Regions from separate parts of the Rattus norvegicus genome. Here region 2 is linked to region 1. The links are chromatin contacts, called in public Hi-C maps. All regions are on one chromosome and are shown on one strand. The core of a region is the stretch at or near the end of the contact, and the rest is flanking DNA. Distances in the headings are between cores, read along the strand shown. Region 1 has its middle 44 kb from the start of F3. Region 2 holds the start of F3 (coagulation factor III, tissue factor).

Region 1 (4,984 bases), core at 713-3,212:
TCTTGTGTTCCCAGAAGCCACAATTCAGAAATGGTCAGTAAGGTTCACCGCGATGAATCATGGGCTTCAGGACTACTTCCTTTGACAGTGGGGACTTTTAACCAAATAAAGAGACAGAAACTATCTTAAGCTTGATCAGATTTATGAGATGTTCAGGAGAGCCTGCCGTTGACACTGCTGGACTTGTGTGCCCAGATTATGTGTCAGAGTCCTGGCTTCCTTCCTCTTCTCTAGGAGCACTTTCCTCTGCATGGGCTCCACACTAAGACCAGCTTTCCCCGGTTAGGCAAAGGTAGCCACCAACACTTCTGACCAGATCTGCAATCCCGACAAGAGAGCATCAGCCAGCTTCCTTTCCGGGCAGCAAACATTCTAGAGCCCCTTTGCTCTGATTGGCCAGCTTAGTCATGTGCCCAACCTTCAACCAATCGCACTAAGTCATTGTTTCCAAAGCTCTCTTAATAATGGTACCTAAACAGTGTGGTCAACATTAAATGGTAAAGATCCAAGAAGTTTGAATACTATAAAACAGTTTTAAGTTATATATATTATATAAATTACAAACTATAAAACAAATATAAATTATTAAAAATTATAATATAAAATATATAACAATTATTGTTAAGCACACAATGCTACTTTCCCACACACAAAGATTGCACTGATGCTACAATCCAAAGTCAGAACCGCCGTCTGTGCCACTGCTGGTCAAGAAAAACTCGGCAGCAGAGCGGGCCAATGTAGGTTTTGCTTTGCATCTGATATGGCAGCAGGACTCTGGCTCAGACCCTCACACGGATGTAGATTCTGTTTCTCACTGCAGATTTTCTTGGCTGTGTGAACTAGTATGTGGTGCATGATTTTGTGAACCCTACTTCCTCCACTTGGGAAAAGAGGTAAAATTGTTCTCCTCTCCTCCTTAGAGACTCAAACAACAGAACTTTATTTTCTCATGATTCTGGGGTATGGAAATTGAAGATTAAGATGCTGACGGTGTTGGCCTGTCTTTGTGGCATACAATCTGGTGAGTTCTCATCTTTGTTTTCATGACACCTTTTGTCTCATCACAAAGTGACAGATGGACAGAGTCCCCAGCCTTGATATCTCAGGGGTCAAGTGCTTCAAGGCTGGGGCAGCATGGAGCCATGGTTGTGTGTGTGTGTATGTATGTATGTATGTATGTATGTATGTATGTATGTATTTACATGCATACAAATATATATGTCACATACATACAAATATATGTCACATATGTTATATATGTCATATATGCACACATATACACATATCACATGTGTGTGTATTATATGGGACCAATCAAGTTAACTTTTTAGTATCTATTTAAATATTTTGTAAATATCCTGATTGGTAAAAGATAGCAACCTGCAGGTGGGCCTGGACCTTTGACCTACAAGATCTACTAGCCTGAACCTTGAACTTTGGCTGCAAATACCTTAATTCTCACTGCCCTGAACATGCAGCTCTGCACAGGCCGAGTACCAGTGTTACAAAACCATCTTCCCGAGGTTTCCAATGGAATCTGAGAGTCAGCAATAGTGACTAGAAGGTACCCAGTAAATGCCCCTCCTACACCCCTTCCTGATGATCTCGTTCTTCCTCCCTCAAATCCCTTTCTATTCTGAGGATTACCTTCCTGAAAGATCATTTATTCACTCTCCTCTCTGCTGCCATTTCTGTGCCTAAACCACACTATACACACCAGAGCTCAGGAAAATATCTTTCCAGTGTTTTGCTTCCATGGAGTCTGTAACTCCAGGGCTGTCCACGGAAGCCTGAGGATTCGCCCATCATTTCCCAGAAAAAGATGCAGGCCCGTCTGTTTATAAAAGCTGTCACAGAAGGAATCCCATGAACCCATTAGCTTTGCCACAGTATAAACAGGTGTCATGCTGGCTGGCTCGCCAGCTGCCTGGGATGCCTCGGCCAGCACACATGAGCCATTTTCTTTTGTTCCTCAGCTCTGATGTGGCAATCCCACCTTGCACCATCTACACTGAGCTTCCAGTGTCCCTCGTGTTGCCTGACACACGCAGTGGAGTGTGGCCAACATTAAATGGAAAAGCCGGAGCCTGCAAGGAAAGGCAGCTCGGGGCTGCAGGTTTTACCACTGGTTTTCAGACCTGCTGAGAGGTCCTGGGCTAATGGGCCTGAAGACAGGGTCCTCATCTGGATCCTTTTTCCTCCTCTGTAGTCAGCAACCAGCTTAAAAGGAGCAGGAGCAGGAGCTGATAGTCACGGAAACACTGGCAGCTAATTCTGAGTGAATGTTTAACTCTCACCAAGAACAAAGTTGTTGAAGGTTATACTGACTGGGCAGGTTCAAACCAGTGACCTGGTTGGTAACTGCTCTTGGAGCCCTCTGCCCTGGGCCTGCAATCAACAACATGGCTAAAGGGATATGAGGGCGGGAAACCCCAGAGAGGAGAAGGGAAAGCAAAGAAGGGACAGCAAGAAAGAGGACAGGGACAGAGGTGTCTGGGCATTAGAGACAGAAGGCTGGAAGAAGGGAGAGACGGAGCCAGGAGGACCTTCAGATCGATGGTTGCTATCTCATGGCACATAACTCTGGTGGGCTGGCGAAGGGTCACTTCCCTGGCCTCAGTTCCTTACTAGCTGCCCCCTCACTGAGAATCACTTCAGGGGACACAGGAGCTCTCTTGTGACCTGATTTCTCTGGTTCAACAAGCTAAAATCGTGCACTAGGTAAAGAGGACACCTGAAAGCCTGCTTATGGGCCAGGCCCACCCATCCCCTCTACACACCGTCCATTCACCAGAACTGCCACGAAGTTGCAGGACATAGCTCAGATGGTAGAGCGCTAGCCTAGCGTGTATGGAGACCTGGGATCCATCCACAGAGCCTTAAGCGCTGGGCATGGTGGTGCAGCCCTGTAATCTTAGCACTGTCGAGGTGGAGGCTGGTGGATCTGAATTTCAAGGTTATCCTGGGCTACACGTAATGAATCCCAGGTCAGCCGTAGGCTACGTGAGACCTTAGGGGTTAGGGGAAGGAGAAAAAGCTCACTGCCTGACAGACGGGGGGAGTGCTTTCCATCTTCATGGTCAGAAAGATGGAAAGGTGGGTAATATAAGTCGTCATAGCAAGCCATCTTTGTTTGCACACTTCTCACATGCTGTCCTTTCTCCATTCACCTTTTGTTTAGGTGGCTCCTGAATCTGTAGGAACCGTTTACTTTCTCACACCTTTTCTGGGGCCCCCCTCAGGTGATCCCTTGATGTCTTTGGGCTTGCACTATAGAGACCATCCAATATCAATAACAAATCACACACACACACACACACACACACACACACACAACTGTCCTAGTCTTACCAGCTCCCCGATACTTGACCTTGAAGTTCAACCAAAGGAACTATGTGCTTTGTCTCTCAATCCTCACAGTCTATACTTAGATAATGTGTATTGAATAAAGGATTGGCTAGCTTCTAAATGGTCAGGATCCTTGGGATGGACCAGAACAGTCATTTCAACTAAAAAAGGAAACCAACACAGAAAGTCCCCCAGTCACTGTTTTGCTGGACAGCCTCCTCTGGGTCAGGTCTCTCATTAGGTCCCTAAGGAGAGCCGAAGTGGCCGGTATTAGATTTGGGGATAGTGCCAATGACTGGTTTAGAATCCAGCCCACTAGCTGTCTTAAAGAGCCTGATTAGTCTTTCAAGAGAATGTGGGAGTTTGGTCACAGCAGACAAGGATGAGGGAAATAGATGCCCATGAGCTGGCCCGTGTCACAGCAGGCTTGGCAGGAAGGTGGGCCTGCTGGAGTACCTCCTATTTGCTTACCAGCTGAGTATGTCAATGCTCAGTACAGCATCTATGAACCCCACATTTCCCCGAGCTACTCTGAGTCAGGATTGAAGACAGTAAAACCTTATTAACACAGGAGAGGAGAGCTGAGTCACTTCCATGCCTGGCTCCCAGCCAGAACCATTACCAACCCTAAGGGTGAGAAAGTGGCAGCCTCTTTATGCAGGGTGATTGGCTAGACTCTCTTCACTAGCAACGTTTGAAGAAGAAAATTATATGGTTAATACGTACAAGAGCAAATAAAACGGGGAGGTTAACTCATGAAGGATGAGTAACTCTAGCAGTATGCCCAGGTCCTCGGATTCAGGGGGGGCAGAGCAGTCACCCACACTTCCTGCTGTCTAGGAGACTGAGAGAGGTCTAGAGGAGTTAGGGGTCCACAGCTTTGGGGTCTTCTAGGACCTCCCTCTCCCTCTCATCTTTGGGTTTGATTTATTAGGACCAAACGGACGAACATAAACAGGTTTTATAACCTTAAGTGGTGAATCACACCTTTTGAATTATGCCCTCACTTACACTCGGATGCTTCTTTTCCTGGTCGGTTTGTTTCATATTCAAGAATTTGGGGGGGGGGCTTTGAAGGGTTCCTGAGGACACAAGAACAGGCTGCTTAGGGGTACAATGGCCAGAGGACAGTATTTCCTAAAGGCCCCTGGGGAATGGGAGCTATCCTCACAGAGTGGAGAACAGCTGAGATCTCTTCCCAGTGGAGCTGTGGGCATTAACATCACTATTGCCAGAAGTTCACACAGTTCTGATGGTCACGGTGATGACGACAGCTAACATGCATTAAAGTTTAGAATGCCCAAGGCCCCGATTTAGAGGGCCAACACATCAGATCCCTGTAACCTCACAATCACCCTGTAACATGTATTTTTGGTGGGGAGGAAGCTGAGAAACTCATTCCAAAATGGAATAAGACAGAAACCTCTGAGAAGTCCCACAGAGCTGACACTGAGTTTATTCAGCCATAGTGTTCTGCTCTTGGGAGCCAGAGAAGAGTTTTCATCAGCTTTCATTCTGGCTTTCTGCACTTATCACCCCGCCATGCCACCTATCTTTATACAAAGCTGCCACTATCTCTCACCTCAGCCACAGGCGACCACGAGTACCACTCTGTGTTTCCCAATGCCAACCG
Region 2 (4,984 bases), core at 635-3,134, 45 kb after region 1:
AATGGAGAAGTTGACGAGTGAGGGCACAATTGAAATTATGTAAATTACTTGATGAAATCGAATTGGTAACGCTGTTAGCATGCTCTATAAATGTGAACAGGAAGGGCTCGAAATCACTTCCTGGTCATTTTCAGACTCTTCATCAGCTACATGACACCACCAGTTATGCAAAAGGAAAATCGAGCCCTTTACGTGTCCTCGTGTATGTCTGCTTTAAGGAATAGCCGACAGGACACTTGCCTATGAACAGTAATTTCCCCAAACTGCAAGTGTTTCCCACACCTGCTGCAGTGTCCTCTGTCTGTGGATGGAAAACTCATTCCTTGAACAGTTTTCTTGATGCCATCTTCCTTTGCTCCATTGGGAGGAGGAGAAGGTGAGGTCAGGAGGGAAAAGTCCCTGGAGTAGAGGAACAGATAGAGCTACATTGTATAATTAGGCCAGTGAGCACAGGGACCAGCTGACCTCAAGACTGGTATTGTAAAAGGCTAAGAGGTTCTGCCCTGTCCATTCTCAGGCATCATCAGGAAGCCTAACCAAAAGCCATTGTGAGTGTGACAACAGCTTAGTAACTTTTTACACTTCTCAGAGCCTACAAAGTGGACCTAATCGACTTTACTCAAGGAAAGTAAAAAAGAAAGAAAGAACGAAAGAAAGTATATAAAGCATGGGAAGACAGATATTTACATTACAATTCATAACAGTAGCAAAATTACAATTAGGAAGTAGCAATGGAAATATTGTTTATGGTTGGGGGTCGCTACAGCATGAGGCACTGTATGCGGGTCCCAGTATTAGCGAGGTTGAGGACCACCGGCATAAAAGAAGGAATAAGCAGGACAGTCAACCAGGAATGGTAAGAAACCTTCTGACGCCATGTTGAGTAAGTGCTAGCGGTAGGATAAGTGATATTCTCAGGTCCAACTTCCCAATAAAGCCTAGAAGGGGAAGCCAGGAAATAGATGAAGAAAATCCAAAGCTTGCAGGTGACACCTGGCTGCCACTAGGCTCAGTGACAGAGGTGTCCTTGAAATGGGTAGGTTTCATTCCCAGGGTCTAGGAAGGAAAAAAATAAACAAATTGGGAAGTCCGAATGTTTTTTTTTTTCAGTTTCATTTTTTTCTTTCTCTGTGCTTTGGAGGAATTCATTACAACCCACTGCTGTCCTCTTCAACGTAAGAACCAGCCTTCCTGGAACCCGTGGCTACTGAAGTCTTGGTCAAATTCTCCCAGGCTTCAAGCTGCAGTTCCTCAATCACTTCAGGAATGGGAGTCGGGGAGCCCAGTGGCCTTTAGACCTAATCCAGGGGCCTTGTCCATGGCAGACACGTGCATTTATTGCACCGCCCTGTACAGCGTACCAAGGGACTGAATGTTCTGCTAACCACCGGGTGCTCAGGCTGGGCTTTGGAACTGCCCTTGGCTACCAGGGATAGTCCAGGAGTTTTGATACATCCTCTGCTGAGGGCTCAGCGTATATCGAAAGCAGAGTGAAAGTAAGGCTCCCTTGACTTTCAACTTAGGTCCCTCCAACAGCGCAACTCCTTTCTCCCCAGCAAACCACCTAGGGTGGTCACCCAGGGAACAGCCCGGGAGCCTGGGTCTCCGCAGTACCTGGATCCGCCTGCGCCGAAGGGGTGCTCGGCGGTGGTGTTGAATCACGGTTGAGTCACCCCTTTCGGGGTCTCGGAGTTTCCTACGGGAGGGGAGTGGGCGGAGCAGGGGTGTGGACTGACCGGGAGCCGCCCACCGCGAAAGCGAGTGACCGGGGCCCCGGGGGGCGGGGAGTCGCGAGCCTCGGCGGAGGCGGCGCGGGGTGGAGAGGAGCCGGTGTCCGCGCGGCCCTTTATAACGCGCCCCGCGCGGACCCCGGCAGCCTGGGTACAACCGGTACCCATCACTCGCTCCGTCTGATCGCTCGTGTAGCGTAGCCTCCGCGCCTCTGCTGAAGCCCCGCGACCTCGCCAGCAGCCCTTGGACATGGCTATCCCCATGCGCCCGCGCCTCCTAGCGGCCCTCGCGCCCACCTTTCTCGGCTTCCTTCTCCTTCAGGTGGCCGCTGGTGCAGGTGAGTGGCATTGATCCTGAGAAGCCCGGGGTGCACCGCCCGCGGGAGACAAAGAATGGGTCTGGCTGGCTGGGAGGCTGCTCTGGTTCCTTGAGGACGCCAAGGTGTCCCGCCGTACCTGTGGATTCGGCTGCGCTAGCCTTGAGCGTTTCAATGAACTCAGGGAGGGAAGGTAGTTGGTACCCGGACTCCCGGCTGTTGTCGCCGCTGAAGATGCCTGCTTTGTGCATCCACCGTGGTTACATAGGATTAACTGGGGTTCCAGCTTTAACTCTGAAGGAAGAGCTTCCTAGGAAATTGGGCCCTTGAAGGTGGCGGGCTCCAGGGCCCGCCTTTGCCAAAGTCGGCGTGCTTCGCGTGGTTTGATGTTAAGGTGTGCGCTCTTGTGGCCTTTGGTTTAAGAAGCAACGCTGTTGTAAACTCAGGCAAGACAGAGTGCATACCCACATCTACCCAGTGTTGGGGTGAGGCAGAGGCTGAAACCCAGGGACTTGCAAAAAGAGACGTTGGACAGTATTTTAATGGCATAGCATCCCACCATGCGACAGGTGCCACGTGGGCCGCACATCTGCCTTGCTCTCCCTGAGAATTTCGGTGTAAAGATATTTTAGATTACAATGGGAAAGGTCAGGTTAGACTTTTTCGTTTATGCACATTCCTGACTGTGTGTTTGTGTGCACGTGTGCGTGTGCATGTGTGGCGGATGAGCCCTGTTTCAAACGAACTTACTCAAACCCTTCCTGCCGGACTGCTTCAGAAGATTCTGGGACTCTCTGGCACCTTGGATTCTCCTTCCGTGCGGTTTTAAAGTGGGCTTTCCCATGAACATTTAAAGAAGGACCTCTGGATCTTCAGCTGTTTCCACGGATTGCCTGTGGATGTTGCCTGGAGGGCTATATGGGTCACCCTCTGTTCTTTACAAGTGAGCAAAGCTTTTGTGACTGAAAACAAAGCGGAAACAAACAAACAAAAAAAATGTGTGCCCTTTGATGGCGGAGGCTGGGAAAGTGTTTTAGACATTAGCCCGAGGTGGAGAACACTGAAGTGCATGCAGTTAGAGATCTTTTGTGTTTATTTGCAGGCACTCCTCCAGGGAAAGCGTTTAATTTAACTTGGATATCAACTGATTTCAAGACAATCTTGGAGTGGCAACCGAAACCCACCAACTATACCTACACTGTTCAGATAAGGTAAGCCAGGTCTTGTGCACCAATAGAGGTGGTTGGATGAGGCTGTTTACCAAATGGGTGTTCATGGTAATTTGCTGGCTACTGCCATGTTCCATCGGATGAAACATTTCCATACTTTAAACTGATGCGACAGGAACGGGTGTGTGGGGTTGTGAGGTGCCCTCTGTCCCTTGAGTGCTTACCAAGCACACCCAAATCCTTGGTCCTCAACCTAGCAAAGAATTGTTTCAGTGGCCACTGTGTCTCTCCGGAGGAAGTAGAATTTGAAATTCAGTCACTCTTAGCTGTAGATAGGGAGTTCCAGGCCATCCTGCAATACAGAGGACCCTGTATCTACATATATATATATATATATATATATATATATATATATATATATACATACATACATACATACATACATAAGGTAATGTCTAGTTACTTGAGGGTAATTATAGGAAAGTTATTAATTGCATATAAGTAAGTGTATTGCGTGCTTTGGGATCAACAGCAGCCTGTCTCTTCCGAGCACCGATGCCCTTTTCTGGTTACTAGCTGTCTAGACTGAGCAACTGCTGGCATGTCAGAGGGAGGTGGGAGGAATTCCAGTGTCTACACTGCCCTGAAGCAGTACCTGATTCATTAATCTATGGCCTCTGTGAATTAAAATTTAGTTGTGCACACGATCTCGGTGGAAGCCAAATTCCTGAGTCACTGAGCTGCTTAGAAAACACTGAAGGATTTGTCTGCATCCTTAGCTGTCTGGGGCAGTTTGACTCCTTCAGACATGTTCACTGATTGACAGCTCTCGGGAACAAGTAATTCAACTCTTTTGATCTAAGTGGCCAGGGTGTGCCTGGATGTCTTCCTTGATGATTTTCACATATGATTGGCAAGCTTTTGGTTTCTGATAGATTCTAGGAGATGGATGAGGAATGTGAGAAAGCTGCCTGGTGTGGAAATTATTTTAGTAGTGAAGCTGGGAAGGACAGGAGAGTATTGTTGGCAAAAGGCAAGCATGGTTTAACACTTTGTTTTTCCGTTTTAGCTTGGGTTGAGTCTTATTAAGTACTAGGATGCATCTCACAGGTGTGGGTCTTTTAAATGACTTTCTTTTTTTTTTTAAGATTTTATTCATTTATTATATATAAGTACACTGTAGCTGTCTTCAGACACACCAGAAGAGGGCATCAGATCTCTTTACAGATGGTTGTGAGCCACCATGTGGTTGCTGGGAATTGAACTCAGGACCTCTGGAAGAGTAGTCGGGTGCTCTTAACCGCTGAGCCATCTCTCCAGCCCTTAAATTACTTTCTTGCTTTTCAAAATGAACTCCATCATAACTATTGCCAAACCAAAGGAGGAGAAAGAGAGAGAGAGAGAGAGAGAGAGAGAGAGAGCACACACACACACATATATATTCATGTATAACTATGCATAGCTATATGGAGATGAATTTCATAATCTGTAATTACCATCACAGTCAAACTTACCAGTTCAAAGGCTGGAGATGCAGTTCAGTGACAGAGTTCTTGTCTGTCGTGTACAAAGCCTTGGGTCCCATCCACAATCCATGTCCCCTCTCCTCCCAGTTTAGATGGTTCCTGTAATCCCGGCACAGCTTGCTTATGTGATGCAAGAGGATTAGGCGCTCAAGGCTGCATGTTTGTTCAAGGCTATAGAGTGAGACCCTGACTTAAAACAGGTCCAAACCTCAGCACTTCATATTCTAACAGTGGAGCGTTAT

Evidence for each region. Hi-C and Micro-C count contacts between places; a contact is called where the count stands out from the background.
Region 2: a Hi-C map of kidney shows a contact between it and region 1, with 2.7 times the contacts expected there. The contact joins the promoter of F3 here to the enhancer-like site in region 1. A contact is called at or near these places in 5 of 12 Hi-C or Micro-C datasets (the A7r5 cell line, the Rat2 cell line, kidney and 1 more).

Annotation. Positions count from the first base shown.
Region 1 is chr2:212,465,144-212,470,127 of GRCr8, forward strand. No RefSeq gene overlaps it. Among named protein-coding and RNA genes, the nearest start is that of F3, 44 kb to the right of the region's middle. Within about 2 kb of position 1,963, at least 9 of the 93 cell types and tissues checked have an H3K27ac peak or open chromatin away from gene starts, as enhancers often do. A contact at or near this core is called in kidney and liver, where this site is marked.
Region 2 is chr2:212,509,888-212,514,871 of GRCr8, forward strand. It overlaps F3 (coagulation factor III, tissue factor), which reads left to right and starts at 1,885. Exons shown (of 6, transcript NM_013057.2): 1 at 1,885-2,068; 2 at 3,150-3,258. The coding sequence starts at 1,981. LOC102555482 (a long non-coding RNA gene) reads right to left here and starts at 1,002. Exons shown (of 7, transcript XR_005501253.2): 1 at 866-1,002; 2 at 283-399.